2 separate regions of the Sus scrofa genome follow, and region 2 is linked to region 1. A link is a contact called in public Hi-C data. All regions are on one chromosome and are shown on one strand. The core of a region is the stretch at or near the end of the contact, and the rest is flanking DNA. Distances in the headings are between cores, read along the strand shown.

Region 1 (5,257 bases), core at 824-3,323:
GAAGTCGCAGTCAGGAGCCTAACAATGGAAGAGAGGCTGGTGCTTTTAGAAGTTGGTGGGGGCTGAGCAAAGGAGTCTGGAAGCTTGCTTGGGGGGGATGGTGGGGGGGGAGGGCTGGAGGTTGGGGGGCTGGGGGGAGGGGCGAGCAGAAACTGCATTTAAGGGGAAAAGGACTGCCTCACCTGAGCCTGTTCAGGGGACCAAAGAGGGGGCTGAAAAGTCTCCCCATAACAATTTTGCTCCCCCTCCCCCGCCCCGCATTAAGTCTGTTTTTTGAAAAACACAGAGGGGAAAAAAAAATTATGTTCAAATGCCTCTTCCTGAGTAAGTCCACTGTCAGGAAAGGAAAACCCAAATGCTCAAATAGTCTATTTTTGTGCCCGGAGGCTCCAGGCCCTGTACACAGTCTCTTCCTTACTCTGAAGGAAAGGAAACTGGCCGAGAGGCCTCCCTGGCCCGGAGGCCGGAATCGAGGAAGCTGGGTTACTCGAAGTCTTGTTTTCTGTACGACCCCCATTTTAGGAAATAAGGATATAGTGCAGGATGCTCTGGGGGCTGGCCTGAGAGTGGCGTTGTTTAAAAAAAAAAAAAAAATAGCGCTTCTCTGATTATTTGTAGGCAAGTAATTGGAGAGCTAGACTTTAATGGGAAATTTCAATCCGCTGCTTTAGTATTGGGCCTCTTCTGGTCTTTAAGCTTTACTGCCTTTCCCTGCCTCTCGGCTACCATGCAGATAAGGATGAGAACGCTGATCAAGAGTTTTACTTTGTGATGTGAGGTCAAGTCAAAGTCCTAACTGAGTTATAAGCCTAATAAAACAGCAGTTACGGAGGTCTCTTGTGACCTCGAGAGTAGGTAGAGTAGGCCTCTCTGTGTATTTCGCATGCATTCTCTACCCCGTTCACAAGTCTGCTGTTTCTCCTTTGCATTGCTTCTAACCCCGGTCAAGGGTGGTGCCTAAAGCATGCAAACAAGGAAATGGGGTTCAGACTCATCCCCCTTCCCATCCGGCGAGGCCCCGCCTCCCTGTCCACTTTGCCTGAAATGGCCTTTTGTGAAGGGGTGTCCAGCTTGTAACAGCCACACCTCTTAGGCTGTTCCTGTCTCCTCTGCTCTCTGGTGTGGAAAGCTGACCTCAGAGAGAACCCTCTGCTTGGAAAGGGTTTCCTGGGGACGATGACTGAGGATGGTGACTGGGGATGGAGGAATGCAACTGGAGGCGTCCCGTTAAAGGGAGAGACTGGGAGTTCCTGTCGTGGCGCAGCAGAAACGAACCAGACCAGGAGCCACGAGGACGTGCGTTCGATCCCTGGCCTCGCTCAGTGGGTTAAGGATCTGGCATTGCTGTGAGCTGTGGTGTAGGCTGCAGACACGGCTTGGATCCTGTGTTGCTGTGGCTGTGGTGTAGACCAGCAGCTACAGTTCCGATTTGACCCCTCGCCTGGGAACCTCCATATGCCACAGGTGCAGCCCTAAAAAAAAGGGAAAGACGGATTCCTTCGGCTTTATTGGCTTATTAACACTGACCCTGGTACAGGCGGAACCTCCTCAAGTGCAGATCTGATCAGGGCACTATCCCCTGCTCGCAATCCTTCAATGGCTCCCCAGTACCCTTAGCATACTGTCCGCATATCCCCATGAAGGTTTACAAGGCTCTGAAAGAGCTGGCTGTGCTTGCTTTGCATCCCCCACCACACTGTTTAGCACAATTCCCCTGCCTGCTCCCAACTCCACTAGCTCTACTGAATTTCTTTCAGTTCCTCAAATATCTGCTTCTTTTCTTCCCCAGCTTTCAACTATGCCCTTTCTCGCTGCTCCTGACTCATCCTTTACCTTCTCCTGTTGAATGTTTGTACCCCTGCAGCCTCCTTCACCACCACGGCTGAGTTAGGCTTCTCCCCTTCGAGCTTCCACAAACCTACTGCTTAACCCATCACTCACACTGCTTTGTAATTACGTGATTGTTTGTCTGTCTCTCCTGCTGGATTGTAAACACCCAAGGGCAGCACTAAGGCGTCTGTCTTGCCCACGGTTGTCTTCCCAGTGTGTGGCCAGTGCCTGGCACAGGGCAGTGCCCCTCAAGGATTTGTTGAATCAATGGGCATCATGCCAACATGACAAAAGGAGTCCCAGTGGTCCTTCTCGGATTTACATTTGCCAAGTTTTAGTTCAGTGTCTCCTGAGACACGAAGAAGGGCTCTGAATTCAACAGACATGTGTTGCAGTGGGGCTGCCTGACATTGCTTCTCCTATTCCTGTCCCATCCTGCCTGTTCCAGGAAGCTGTCTCAGGAATCCCCATGTACCGTTTTCCCAGTCAGCTCAGGGCCAGCAGGGAAGTTCCTTGTTTGTACACATACTGTCACCTGTTTGTTTCAGATTTAGTAATTAATTCTATTTCCCATTAGCTTGAAAATTAATTTACTATTTTTTAATTTTATAATAATTTTTTCTCCATTATAGCTGGTTTACAGTATTTTGTCAATTATCTACTATACAGCAAGGTGACCCAGTCACACATACATGTGTACATTCTTTTTTATCACATTATCACGCTCCATCATAAGTGACTAGATATAGCTCCCAGTGCTATACAGCAGGATCTCATTGCTTATCCATGCCAAAGGCAATAGTTTGCATCTATGAACCCCAAATTCCCAATCCATCCCACTCCTTCCTCCTCCCCCTTGGCAACCACAAGTCTGTTTTCCATGTCCATGATTTAATTTACTGTTAATTATATTTATTTGCAAATGATTTCATATTTCTGCCTGATTTTTCTTCCCCATATTTTTTCCTCTTTTCTTTCTTTTTTTGGCCATACCCACCACATGTGGAAGCTCCCAGGCCAGGGATGGAACTGGAGCTACAGCAAAGGCCCAAGCCATAGCAGTTAACAATGCTGGATCCTTAACCCACTGAGCCACCACATTTTTCTAAAGAGTAGGAAGAATGTCTTTTGTCAGTCCTTTTAATACTTGATGTTGTTTTGGTTCACAATTTGTAGATATATAATGAATAAACATAGGATGATTTAACATCTAATTTTTTTTTAGAAACCGGATTTATTACAGCACCATTGTGGAAATGCATGCTAGATGTATCTGGTGATGTGGCAATTGGACTAAGTTTCTTAAAGGAAACTGTGGTTCCAGGATGGGCTTGGAAACTCTGGCCCAGAACGATGAGGCGCCACAGCCCTGGTCGGTTGGCAGGAAGCCCACAGCCTGGGAAAAAAAAGTTGTTCTAGGGTGCCCTCTAGTGATCCAAGGCACCACTAGGTCAGAAGCCAGGGCCAGAGGCTCTTGAACTTCAGCAGGAAGCAGAATCAATGGGGGAGCCTAATAAAACTACAGATGCCAGGATGCCAGGATGCCAGGCCAGCTGGGAGAAAAATCCTTTCAATCAGCATCTTCGGGGATCTGATGCACTGGCCACGGATCACACTTTGTGAAATACTGATTATGGGATGCCCATCAGAGAGAATGTTCCAGATATGTAATCTGAGAACACCCGATCTCATTCTTCAGGACCAATCACTGACTCCTTGCTGACTATTCAAGGGTGGACAGGAGTGAGAAAAAGGGAGACAAAGCGATGGCCTAGACCTCTGATGTGAAATACAATCCAGGACATATAAGAACAGCCAGCAATGTTTTTAGCTGGACCATTGAGCAGATGTTTTAGGGAAGATTGTGTCACCTTCTCTCTCTCTCTCTTTTTTTTTTTTGCCACAACCATGGCATGCAGAAGTTCTGGGGCCAGGGATCCATCTCCTGCCACAGCAGCACCCTAAGCCACAGCAGTGACAATGCTGGATCCTTAACCCGCTGTGCCACCAGGGAAATGCTGTGTCACTTTCTCTTGCTGCCTGTCTATTCTCCGATCTCATGGAGGGAAGCCCCTCTTCTCTTTTCGTGCTCTTCCTGGCAGTGGGTGCTTGGTTTCTATTGCGCCTACAGTCCATGGCCAACTCCGTGTCAGACTGTTCATGGGTATCATCTCTGGAAGTCCCTGGAACCATCACAGGTGAGGCATGCTTTATGCCATACAAGCGGAGGGAAGGTTTGCAGGACAACTGGTTCAAGCAGAGACAACAGCTAGAATCTGCTTTCCCACATTCTGTACTTACACTAAGTGAACTCACTAGAAAGATAAATAGAGCAACAACCATATCCTTTTCTCTATTGTAAAAGAGCTAATTCCTGTTCAGAAAGAGAATAATGTCCATCAGTGATAAAATAAAAATTGCATCTCTGAATCCCTGTCGGTATAGTTATCCATCAGTATCCCAGGGGAGTGGGGGTGGGGAGAATTGACTCTAGACACCAAAATCCACGGATGCTTAAGTCCCTTATATAAAACAGTGTGGTACAATCTGCCTCCATATCCATTGGTCCAGAATCCGTGGATACCAAGGGCTGACTGTACTTTTCTTCCTTCCTCCTGATAATTTCAGTTGAAGGCTGCTGCTTTAATTAGGGGCTTGTTAGCACATTAGAATGTTTGTTGAACCTTGCAAGGTGATAAATCACTCTGATTTGCAGTCTAGTAGTTAGGTCTAATTATTTTATGTGCTTTTTAATGTACTAATAGCATCTAATGAATTCGGTTAAATGGTAAAATCACATTTATTGAGTGTCTATGTGTCTGGACTCTGTGTTGGGCCTTGGAAATATAAAACAGGATAGGGAAGGGTGAGTGTGCACCCCGCAGGGCTTGGAGCCTAGAGGGGACATTATCTCTGATGCAAAGTGATGGGGACCTTACCAGAAATATGAATCCAGGGCTAGGATCTCACAGGACAATGATGTCTCTCCATGGAACTGGCTGAATAAACAAATGCTCTCACAGATACACACTAATATCCTAATAATTGATAAGCTTGAGAATTTCAATGGGGAATACTCATTTCAGTGGGAAATTCAGAGTATTCCAATGGGGAAAAACCACATCATTCATTTCCAAATTTTCTTGGGCAAAAGAGTTATCCAATCTCTCTTCTCACAAATAACAACGTTTTCTTTCATTCTATCCCCCCACCCCCACCCCACGATATCTTTAAAACAAAACATGAGGTGCTGGCCTGATGCCATCCGTTTTCAGTCCTGCTCATTTGCTTGTCCGGAAAACTTTAAGCACAGGCTCAGAGAGCCCTTAATGAGAGTGCTCATTAAAAAGCTGTCTGAAATGGGGAAACAAATTACAGGCACAGCACAGCCCACTCTTCCTCCTCATTTCCTTCTCCCCCCTCCCAG
Region 2 (5,257 bases), core at 1,740-4,239, 140 kb before region 1:
GCATGAATCCACACTGATTTATGTCATGGCAGAACAATCTGAAACTGTCAGGATGGGTTCCCTCAGATGTGATCCAGATTTAAATGTATTTTTTTCATTGCCTTTTGTTTAGCTGCAGAAATTTGATCCTACTAAGGGCCTTTATTCCTTTAAAAAATAATTTCCCTGATTCTCAAGTTGTGACTCAGTCTGGCTGTGTCTATCTGCCTCCTGCCAAGGATCAGCTTCTCTGTGGGAACTGGAAATGTGTGCATACCCAAGAAGTGATGCAAGATCTGAACTTTCCCCAAGGGCAGTGCCAGCATCCTAGGACTTCAGACTTCTGCACTTCTTCCCTCTCCTAAACCAGTCTCCTAGTGATGGAATGCAAAGGAAATAGTTGTGCAGCCTCAAAGGGGGAAGTCCTGAAAATTATACTCTCATTTGCCTACTTTGTCACACATTCAAGGCAGAAGACTGTATGCCTCCAAATCCCTTACCATTTTCATCTCCTGTAGACTGGAGGCTAGATTTAAATATGTCCATTTGTTGATGGGCTGCTTAAACTAGATCAATATAATCTATCCATCTATCTCTGAATTATTGTTTTTATTATTTAAAGAAAATACTAAATCCACTTCAATAAGCTGCGTCATCTATAAGCAGTTTGAATTTTAAAATAATCTAGACATTTAAATTTTCTTCATTCATGCTTCCATTGCCCTTTCTGTTTAATGCATTTTATTTTGTGTTTTAGTTGGTTTTATGCACTTCTGACTATTCACCAGATTTTAACCTCCTCATGCTCAAGCTCCTTTGTACTCTCCAAGGTGCCTAGCAGAGTACTCAGTAAGCTGTCATCAAATATACACTGAAATAAATTGAAGAAGTATGATGGGATACCAAGTTAGAAAGGCAAGGAGAAGAAAAGATGTAAGTACAGTACAAGGTCACCTTCAAACATTTGGGACACTAGGTTTCAATCCCCTTCCCCATTCTAACACCCTCTTCCTCTGCTAAAAACAGTGTCTAGCAAGTTAAAGTGGTTTGGGGTTTTTTCCTCCCAGTCTGTTAGTTACAAAATGTGTGCGTGTGTTTATCAAGAATTATTTTTATAAGAATTTGATGCACAAAAGTTTACCTTTTGAGACTAAGAAACAGTCTTCGTTTCTTTCCAGAAAACGAAGCTTCCTCCATCCATTATGTGTTGATACTTAGGATTTTGCCACAATTTATATATTCATTTCTTACTTCGTTCATAAAAGATTTTTCACTTATTAACTGCTAAGTGTCACAAGCCTTTCTAGGTTCCCAGATTTTGAGGATTTTTTTTACATTTTCCTTAAATAAAATAAATTAATTAAGTTTTAACATGACAGAATGAAGGCCTCGTGGAGTGAAGTGAGAATACAGAGGATGGATTACCCAAGTTGGCTTGGGCAAATCGAGGAAAGCTTTGCAGAGAAGGTCGTCTATCAACTGAGATTAGGCAGGAACTTCTACTTCGTGAAGGCTGGGGTGTAAACAGCAGAAAAGGACATTTTATTTCGAATAATTTCTACTGAAATCAGTAGTACTCAAAGCTTAGTTCTCAGACCTCTGGTGGTCTACAAACTGCTGTGAGGCTATGTCAGGATGAATACAAAAATAGACAATCAGTGTTTAGAAACCTTTATGGAAATCTGACAGAGTAATTTTATGTCTGTTGAATCTAATTTTTAAAATTACAGCTCGTTTTATATTTCATTTCTCTAGTTATTCATTTTTATTATATTTGCTAAAGTACTGGTTTACAACAAATTGAAGAGAATTTTAAACAGAAATAGTTTGAGTAATATTATTAAATGCATCCAATTCTGACTATAACTCTCAAATTGTTCACTCTTTGCAGCTTCTTTTTGTATTTAGAGTGAACTCAAAAGGCCTATCCCCTGACTTAAGGAAGAACCTCATGTATCAATTAGAGGATGATCCATTTTATTTAAGAATCATGCTAACAATTCAGCTATGCTGACCAAACTCCTTAAGCATCTTAGCGGAGTGAGGAACAGCTGGTTCACATTCTTTGGCACATGTTATCAAAAGTAGAAGCAACTAGATGCTAATAGAATACTATTTCGTTTTATTTTTCTAATACTTGAAGCCATTAATCCTCATACTACTTTTTTGTGAGGCCAGTCTTGCACCTCTTCAGAATCGTCTTTAATCAAAGCACACAAGTACCTCCAGAAATAAGGCAGTTTTGTGCAGATATAAATTCAAATAAAGACAGGTCTTCACTATCTAAAAACTTATGCTCTAAAATAGAAAATGCACAGTGAATGTTTACTCCTGATATAAAAAGGATTCTTCTGTCCCCAGACCATGAAACCAAAACAAAGTTTTAATATGCAAAGAATCATGTAAAACAGGCATGTAAACTCAGAAATAAAACCTCAAGTCAGAATCTTTCACCAAAATCTTTAGACCACATACTGTTTGTTCTTAACTCTGCCAAACAGTTCATTCAGGTTAATGACGGATTCTCTGCTGTCAATCTTATCCACAGCTCTTTTTACAATGAAAATTTAAATTTACAAATATCAGGGAAGTCCCACTCTGGCACAGTGGTTTATGAATCCAATTGCAGTGGCTCAGGTCACTGCAGAGGCACAGGTTCAATCCTTGGCCTGGCACAGTGGATTAAGGATCCAGAATTGCCTCAGCTGCAGCTCGGATTCAATTGCTGGCCTGGAGAACTTGCATATGCCATGGGTGCAGCAAAATTAATAAATAAATAGTAATAATCCATAAAAGTTTAATCAAATATACAATCAGAATGTAAGTTTAAAGATTTTACTATTTCTAGGTTTCATATAAACAGGCTTTGTGACAGGAAATACTTTAATCTGTGAAGTAAAATTACTTTAGTGATATTCTTTTTGATGACATAATTAATATTGTGCTAAAAACGAAACTACAGTCATCCACTTCCTGCCATGAACAAGTAACTGATATTAAACTTGCCCTCCTGCTGTAAACAACTAGAAAACCAGACAAAATATATGAAACAAGATTTTTCAGATACTAGAAAACAGGAAACCAAGGACTGTGATCTTTAGGCAAAGGAAAACATATCAGATAAAACTTATGACAACCTTGGGTTTTAAGCTGGAGGCATTTTCTGAATATTGGCACAAGGAAAGGGAACACAGGCAGAACACCATGACCTCAATGAATTTGAGGAGACAAAAATGGGAGTTCAGGGAGACTGAGGCTGATGGAATTTGCAGGGTAAAGTATTAGAGAAAAGGAAATTACACAAAGAGATCCAGAAATCTGCAAGGGGATCCCTTTGAGTGACTGGTTCCATAATTAAGCTGCATGTGTAAAGGATTAAACTTCGTGACTACCGGCAAGGAAAACTGCTGGGGAGCTACAAAATGGAAAATCCTCACAACTCGGGACTGGAAGACATGTGAGATCCCTCAAACCAAAGAAGAAGAAATCTTGTTTAATGTCCAAAGCATCTGTAGAGATCCCCAAGGGTCACACACCGGCAGTAGGACTAAATTAGACCATCCTAACAGTTTTATGTCTGGCCTCAAAACAGGCTGATTCTCCATAAATGTAAACTCAATCCTAAATAGAGGAAGACAAAACAAAAAGCAAAAAAAAAATCAACAATGTAAAATTCACATTGTTCAAAATCCAATCAAAAGTTACTGCCCATGTTAAGAAGTAGGAAAATGAGAAAAATAACCAGTGGAAAAATTAGCCAGTAGTTATAATATCAGAAATGAAAGAGATGATGGACTTAACAGAGACTATTAAACAGTTATAAAAATATGCTTAATGATTTAAAGGAAGACAAGATAACAAGCAAGGAAATGGAATATATTTGTAAAGGATCTAATGTAATTTCAGAAAATGAAAATACAGTATCTGAAATGAAAATTTTACTCAATAGACAGGCGTTTGGATTACATTTCACAGACAAAAATATCATTAAACATTCAAAGAGAGCAATTCAAAATATACCAACTGGAAAACAGAGATGGGAGAGGAGGATTAAAATAACAACCAGTAGTCTGTGGGAACATTATCAAGCAATTCCTGAAGGAGAGGATAAAAGAGGAGGGGCCAGGAATAAAGCTGAAGAAGTAAGTCTGAAATTTGTAAAAATTTGAACTAAAAATCCCAAGGAGGATAAAGCCACGAAAACCACACCAAGACACATATACAGTTGATCCTTGAAAAACTCAGGAGATTAAGTGTCACGCATAACTTTACAGACAGCCTCCTTATCCCTGGTTCCATATCCCAAATTCAAGCAACCACAGATCTTAGTATATGAATACAACCTATATACAAGTGGACCCCTGTAGTCCAAGCCTGTGTTATTCAAGAGTCAACTGTAATTAAACTGCTGAAAAACAGTTATAAAGAGAATAATAATAGGAGTTCCCGTTGTGGCTCAGTGGTTAACAACCCTGACTGGTATCCCTGAGGATGCAGGTTCAATCCCTGGCCTTGCTCAGTGGGTTAAGGATCCGGCCTTGCCATGAGCTGTGGTGTAGGTCACAGATGTGGCTCGAATCCCATGTTGCTGTGGCTGTGGTGTAGGCCGGCAGCTACAACTCTGATTTGACCCCTAGCCTGGGAACCTCCATATGCCATGGACATACAACATGAAGAGGAATAAACATGAGAATAACTAGATTATTAGTCATTAAAAAAAAATTAAGCTTCCAGATGATGGAACAATATTTTAATGAGCAGCAAAAACAACCGTCATACTGAATTCTATACTTGGGTGTGGAGGGACTCTCAAAAATGAAGGGAAAAAAGATATTTGGGATAAATAGAGCTGAGTGAATTCACTGGCCCTTAGACAAGGAGAGGAGAAAAAAAAAAAAAGAAATCAATAGAAGTGAAAATGGCAAAACAACAGAGAAAAATCAACAAAACCAAAATATAGTTCTCTGAAAGGATTAATAAAATTTCTAAATCTCTACTCAGGCTAATCAAAAATAAGATAGAGGAGGACTGCTGGATCATACAATAGTTCTATATTTAGTTTTTTAAGAAACCTCCATAGTGTTGTCCACAGTGGTTATACCAGTTTATATTCCCACTAACAGAGCAAGAAGGTTCCCTTTTCTCCATATCCTCTCCAGCATTTATTGCTTGTAGACTCTTTTTTTCTTTTACAGCCTCACCCATGGAATACAGATCCCAGCAATATTTGAGACCTATGCCACAGCTGCAGCAACACCAGGTCCTTCTCTCACTGCCA

Evidence for each region. Hi-C and Micro-C count contacts between places; a contact is called where the count stands out from the background.
Region 2: a Hi-C map of retroperitoneal adipose tissue shows a contact between it and region 1, with 1.8 times the contacts expected there. The contact joins two enhancer-like sites. A contact is called at or near these places in 3 of 47 Hi-C or Micro-C datasets (embryonic fibroblasts, liver and retroperitoneal adipose tissue) and 2 of 2 datasets of contacts at active chromatin or transcription factors (alveolar macrophages and skeletal muscle).

The regions. Positions count from the first base shown.
Region 1 is chr9:119,904,042-119,909,298 of Sscrofa11.1, reverse strand. No RefSeq gene overlaps it. Among named protein-coding and RNA genes, the nearest start is that of RASAL2, 35 kb to the left of the region's middle. Within about 2 kb of position 2,073, at least 16 of the 83 cell types and tissues checked have an H3K27ac peak or open chromatin away from gene starts, as enhancers often do. A contact at or near this core is called in retroperitoneal adipose tissue, where this site is marked.
Region 2 is chr9:120,042,278-120,047,534 of Sscrofa11.1, reverse strand. The region is part of intron 1 of RASAL2 (ras GTPase-activating protein nGAP); the gene reads right to left. Among named protein-coding and RNA genes, the nearest start is that of RASAL2, 100 kb to the right of the region's middle. Within about 2 kb of position 2,989, at least 14 of the 83 cell types and tissues checked have an H3K27ac peak or open chromatin away from gene starts, as enhancers often do. A contact at or near this core is called in retroperitoneal adipose tissue, where this site is marked.